Linked DNA regions of Gossypium hirsutum: region 1 is linked to region 2. Evidence: chromatin contacts called from public Hi-C data. All regions are on one chromosome and are shown on one strand. Each heading gives the region's core, a stretch centred on a gene start, on an enhancer-like site or on the middle of the called end of the contact. The rest is flanking DNA. Distances are from core to core; before and after follow the strand shown.

The links. A called contact is a pair of places that touch in the nucleus more often than the background predicts.
Region 1: a contact with region 2 is called in a Hi-C map of leaf, with 2.7 times the contacts expected there. The contact joins the promoter of LOC107887184 here to the promoter of LOC107887187 in region 2. A contact is called at or near these places in 6 of 34 Hi-C or Micro-C datasets (callus and leaf).

The regions. Positions count from the first base shown.
Region 1 is chrA03:53,674,251-53,677,420 of Gossypium_hirsutum_v2.1, forward strand. LOC107887184 (transcription factor bHLH162) reads left to right here and starts at 1,259. Exons shown (of 4, transcript XM_016811349.2): 1 at 1,259-1,375; 2 at 1,494-1,685; 3 at 2,499-2,837; 4 at 2,934-3,170. The coding sequence starts at 1,545. The coding sequence ends at 3,008.
Region 2 is chrA03:53,262,336-53,265,299 of Gossypium_hirsutum_v2.1, forward strand. It overlaps LOC107887187 (E3 ubiquitin-protein ligase SIS3), which reads left to right and starts at 1,263. Exons shown (of 10, transcript XM_041093788.1): 1 at 1,263-1,634; 2 at 1,723-1,757; 3 at 1,990-2,056; 4 at 2,222-2,249; 5 at 2,564-2,702; 6 at 2,796-2,888. The coding sequence starts at 1,725.

The DNA of each region.
Region 1 (3,170 bases), core at 9-2,508, 410 kb after region 2:
GAGGGTTGAAAAAACGATGTAACAACAAAAACGAAATAGAATAGTTACCAAAGAAAGAGCGGCGAAAGCGCGAGGGTCAGTTAAAAGGATTGAGGTAGTCAAACGGTCAAATGGTCAGCTTCAGCTTAAAAACTTAAGAGCGAGGCCGCCTATTACGATAGAAATAGACTTGTTTATTTCACGTAACTGCTGATTAAGAGTATATTTGCGTAGTGGGTCCTCACTAGATTTATCCGGTCACCCGACTTAATTAGAAGGTTCATCCGAAAAGTGAAAGAATTAAGATAAAAAAATAAGCTTCAAAAAATGGACTTGAACAAATAAATAAAACTCATTTTTTAAATAGACTGAGTATTTGGTAAGCTTTTTTGGTCTTAGCTCGACCCAAATTTACAAAAAAAATCTACTGCTGTATATTACTATTATTTTATTATTATTGTTTAGATATTGTATAACTCTTGTTTTATTATTAATTTTGCTACTATTTTAAAAGTATTTACTTATTCAGTTGCATTTATATTAATGTTATTTAAATTTATTTTTTTATTTTTTCAGAAGGTCTACGGTTCGAGTCCGTATAGCCCTATATTTTCGAATTTTCTATTTTATTAATTTTAAATATTCATTAAATTTATTAAATTAAGAAAAATGAAAATAATATTCTTAAAACTAAAGCAAACTAAAACAATAAAATAAAGAATATCCAAATACAACTAAAAATAAAAATATAGTTTTTTTCCTAATTATTGTATTCTTTGTTGATTGGAACTGGTCGCTTCCAGTTGCTTGGTTAAAATCCTTCCCAGAAGCTCACTCACAGGGAGATCACTCAGAGTATAACCCTGAAAACTAAAGCGCATTTCAACGGATCCAATCGCTCTTTTTTTTTCTTGGATAAGAATAAAATAAACAAAACCACATTTTCTTAATTAATCCTCGCGGGTAGATTGATTTTTGATTGATTCTATATAAATAGGTATAAAATAAAAAATTTCTATTTATTCTAAATCTATAATTTCGAATTTATATTTAGAATAAATAGAATGTTGAGAAATATTTATTTTAATATTTTGTGTATTTGATATATTATATTGTTTAAATTTATTTTTATATAAAAATTTTAATACGAGTAGGTCGGACAGAATTCAAATTTTTACATTTTTATCCAAATTAAATTCGAGTAAAATTTTAAACTCATTTTTTGAATCGGGTCAGAACTAAATTTTTTTAAGGTGGCGGGTCCAATGCACCTGACCTCGCTGCTTTCACAACATATATATACTCGTCTCCCGCCGTCCACAAAACAAAGCTCTCACCTGATCTTCTTCGGCGTTGTTTCCTTTCTCCTGTTCTTCTTGTGCATTAATACCCAAAGGTAGGTAGGTCATAGCTAATCACTATATATATATATATTAGCTCCGCGTTATGACCTCAAAGCCTTTATCCCCAAAATATGTTGTATCAGTGCTATAATTTTCTTTCTTTCTTTTCAGTCAGTCAATAATATCCAAGGGAATACTTGCTTTTGCTTCGAGCGGTAAGAGATGAAGAAGAACAGCTGTGGCGGTCAGTCGAATTCTAAACCTGATAGGAAAGCCATCGAGAAGAAGCGCAGAAATGACATGAAAAATTTGTGTTTTAAGCTTGCCTCTCTTATTCCTCACCACAACTTCAAACCCTCCAAGGTACTTTTTCTTTTATTTTACATGTTACTTTTTCATCAGTCATGTGTTGTGGTAATGGAAGAGCTTAGAGTCATTCGAAGGGCATATTTATGTATTGTTAATAAATAATTTATTGGCGAGTACATGGAGTTGATGTATTCTCTCACTAATGATTAAAGATCAACCTTTCTAATCATCAACTTAAAAGATTGTTGCATTTAGATTTTCATTTAAGTGTCGTATTGGAGGTGTCAAGCTTTGTTGAACCCTAACTAAGTACACCTTTTTTTATCTTTCATTCAGCATATAAATATATATATTTATATATGAAAATTGAAAATCCAATACGTACGACTTCTCAATCTTTTATGGGCTATTTTGTATATAAACTAAATGGAGGGATTATTTTCTTTGGACTTGTACTCATAATATTTCAGTAAGTATCCAATTTAATTCCCATCCTAAAATGTCAAATCAAAGGGCTTATCTTACCCTCACTTTTCTTTCCCTCTAAAACCATAGAGATTGTTACAGGTAAGTACAAGAATATGCAGTATTATCCTTATCAGGAATTGCTATTTATCAACAAATAATTTATGTCTTTTAATTCTATCCGTTGATTAGATTACGAGTGCATTTCTGTGGACAACCTTTAGTCTTCTAGATCCTCCAATGCAAAATTGTTGCTGGTAATATTGGTGATTCGAAATTTTCAGTAGGGACAAAGCAAAAGACAAATTATCCTTGTCACATGATAATATCTTTCTCCTGTGATCACTGAATCAACCAGGGTTTTAGACTGTTAATAATGAACAAATTATGGGGGTTTTGCAGGAAATTGCATCACAACAAGACCAGCTTGATCTTGCAGCTGCCTATATAAAACATTTGAGAGAAAGGATAGAGAAATTAAAGAGGTTGAAAGAAGAAGCAATGAGATCCACGGAAGCAAGCAGTAGCATGATGGAGAGGACAGCATCGGTTGGTTTAACTTCGCCTGTGCTTGAATTAAGAGATTTCGGGTCAAGCATTGAATTGGTTCTGATAACCGGATTGAATAAAAACTTCATGCTATATGAAGTTATTAGCATTTTTGAACAAGAAGGGGCTGAAGTTGTAAGTGCCAGCTTTTCCACTGTGGGTGGCAAGATTTTTCATACCCTTCATGCTCAGGTGAGGCGACCACTTAATCCAATTGATTCTGCTTTAATTATTTACTCTCTCTCTCTCTCTCTCTCTCTAATATGGTTTAATTTTGTTAAATTGCAGGCTAAACTTTCTAGAGTTGGTGTAGAGACTACAAGGGTGTGTCAGAGACTGCAAGAACTGATTAAGAGTTACTAATACAAAGATGTGGTTTCATTTGGTCTGCTATTTGTACTTAGCTTACCGTTGGAGGGGGATCTCCAATTTTACAGAACTAAAAGGGTTCGGAGAATTTTATCAAATCGAATTAGGTGACTAGAAGGGTTTGATTGTTGAGTCGGATTCGATGGTGGCTATCCT
Region 2 (2,964 bases), core at 13-2,512:
CCCTTAAAAATAAAGAAAGATGAAGGGACGAGGGATGAGAAAGATGAGGGGATGAAGGTAAGAAATTGGGAAAGGAAAATTTTCTTTCTTAGTTAAAGATATATGCTTTGAGAAGGGTTAAACTGCAAAAAAGTGTTTTGCACTTTGAAAGAGAATAAATTAGTGGGAGAACTTGCTTCGTTTTCACGTAAAAACATGACCAATGATTACCTATCTTGATGAGAGATGTATTTTATTAATTTAAATTTAAATCCTAATTAAGCGTATTCTAATCATAATAATACTCGAAATGCAAGTTCTATATATTTTGTACAATATTTTTCTATACAAAAATATTTTTCTATACAAAAATCATTTCCCTTTTATCAATTTAAAGTTTAAATTCTAATCAAGGATATTTTGGTCACAATAATACCCAAAAATTGGGTTTTGTAGTTCTATCCAATATATTTTTTTTGTACAAAAATCATTTCCCTTAAATTTTAGATTCAATCTTAAAAACTTCCTCTCGTATAAGAAAATCTGATTCTATGTTAGTCTTTTCCTTCTTTGAAAGAATCCCAATGCTATAGTTTTATATTGGGTTAAATTACTATTTGGGGCTTAAAGTTAGTAATTCTTTTCACATTGTGGTTTGAACTTTTTTTTGGCCAAGTTAAGTCTTGAACTTAGTAATTATTCTCACATTGGAGCTTAAACTTTTTTTTGGTCTAAATTAAACCCTGAGTTTAGTAATTATTCTCACATTAAGACCTAAACTTAGTAATTATTCTTATATTGGGACTTGAATTTTAGGGTTTTCAAGGACTACATAGTTAAAAAGAAGTTCAAGTCCCAATTTGAGAACATTTGCCAAAGTTTAAGGCTTAACTTGAAAAAAAAAATTTAAGCCTTAATGGAGGAATAATTACAAAATTCAAAGCCTAACTTAGAAAAAAAAATCAAATCCTAATATAGGAAAAGTTGTGAAGTTCCAGCCCTAAAATATGATTTAACTCTTTTATATTTTGATTTTATTTTTCAATTGAATTTTTAAATAAAAGCATAGCAAGGAGGAGGATTCTTTGTGCTAAAAATGTCATACCTAATCTAACCGATCCTAATTCAATTCAAGCACGTAACCACACTATCACACGTGTCATCAACTCCCCACCGTCTAAATCAATTTTGTTTTTGTTTTTTTTCTTAAAGCCACACTTTGTAAAAAAACATTTGTTATAAGTGTAATTAATCACTAAAAATTAATTAAATTCCAGGCCCTCCCTTCCACCTCGGATTGATTAATGTCTGCCCTTCCGTTTACTTACAAGTCCTCAAAATGCTACTGCGCTCTCTTTACCTGTGCCTATTTTTTTTCTTTTCTTTATTATTCCCGTAAATTAGTTTCTGCTTAATGAATCAATAACTATAAACAAAGATAATCATAGTAGGGATATATTCTTGTTCAATTTCATTCTTTTTTGTTTCCTTTTCTCTTTTTTTCTTCCAAATGAATATCAGATCTCTTGGGTTTTGCTGTTCTTACACTCTCTAAAGCTCCCGCCCCCTTCTTTTCTTTTCTCTTTTTTTTTTCTTTCTGTTATACTTCTTTAAACTCTTTCCTCTATGGCAATCAGAGGTGTCGATTTCAAGTGGTTTGTTTTTCATCTCTTTAATTTTTCTTATTTATGCAGATAAAAATTGGGATTTTATTATTTGCTTTTTGTTTTTTGGTTTTTGCAGGTATGATGGGTTCTTCTTGTCTATGCTGGCTACAAGTGTGTATCCTTTTTCTCTTTTGATTTTTCATTATTTTTAATTTGGGTTTAGGATTTTCTTGCTAGTTCTGTACATCTATGGATTTCTTTTTTTAAAGTTATTTTTGTTTTGGTAAAGTTTGATTGTTGGGAAAATTGGAGTAAAGGGGATGGGAAATGAATCTTTTGTTATCTTCTTTTGTGTTTGTTTGAGAAGTACTTGTTTGTTCTTTTAACAATTCTTTTCCTTTAGAATCATTGTTGCTATCAATTGGAAGCGTTATCATCATTGTGCATACCCGTTGCATATATGGATCGTGGTGAGTGTTCTTTTATTCGTTTTGGTTTTGGGAATTTTGTATGAATTGAAAAGTTGGTTCCTTCAGAATTTTTCTGATGCAGGAAAAGTTTCTTATGAATTCGAAACTTAATGTTTCAGGTTGACTACACTACTGTCTTCATTTTTCGTCTTTTGATGTTTGTAGATAATGGACTTGCCGCTGGAATGGGTTTGTAAGTACTTGTCTTTTACTTGTAGCTATTAAGTAGTTTAAGCAACGGAGTTTGAACATGGGCTTAAGAGTTTTTCATCATGAAGTCTGAACCGTTGCTTTTCAATTTCATGCTCGTGCTGTCGTGCTGCTCAACTTAGATACTAGAATGCCAATTAGCCATTACAGTTAAAAAATCTATTTCTACCTTTGTCCTGTTTGATTCTTAGTTGTATTTACCTGCAACTCTTTCTTCTGTAAAAGGTAGTATTCTGTTAGTAGCTAACATTTTACTTTACAGGTACTTATCTTATGCTTGACTTGATTTACTTCTAGGGATTTTGGGTGGCAGCAGAGGTATGCTCGATTTTGTGGAAGAATAGTGGTCCTTTCAATTCTGTCTATGCTACTTTATCCGTTTCTTTGGGCCTGGACTGTAATTGGCACTCTATGGTTCACTAGTGCTAGGAACTGTGTAAGTGTTTAATGCTTTCACAGTAGTCAGGATCATTCTCTTGTAAATGCTATCTTATCACTGGACTGGAGTTAATATGGCAAACATATGCAGTTGCCAAAAGAAGGTCAGAAATATGGTTTCCTGATTTGGCTGCTTTTCAGTTACTGTGGACTGCTTTGCATTGCTTGTATGTCTGTTGGAAAGGTTAGTCATGCCTATACTACAGTAGAGTGCCTTTTAATTCATCAATGACCTTGCCGTAATCTGTATGTTACATACC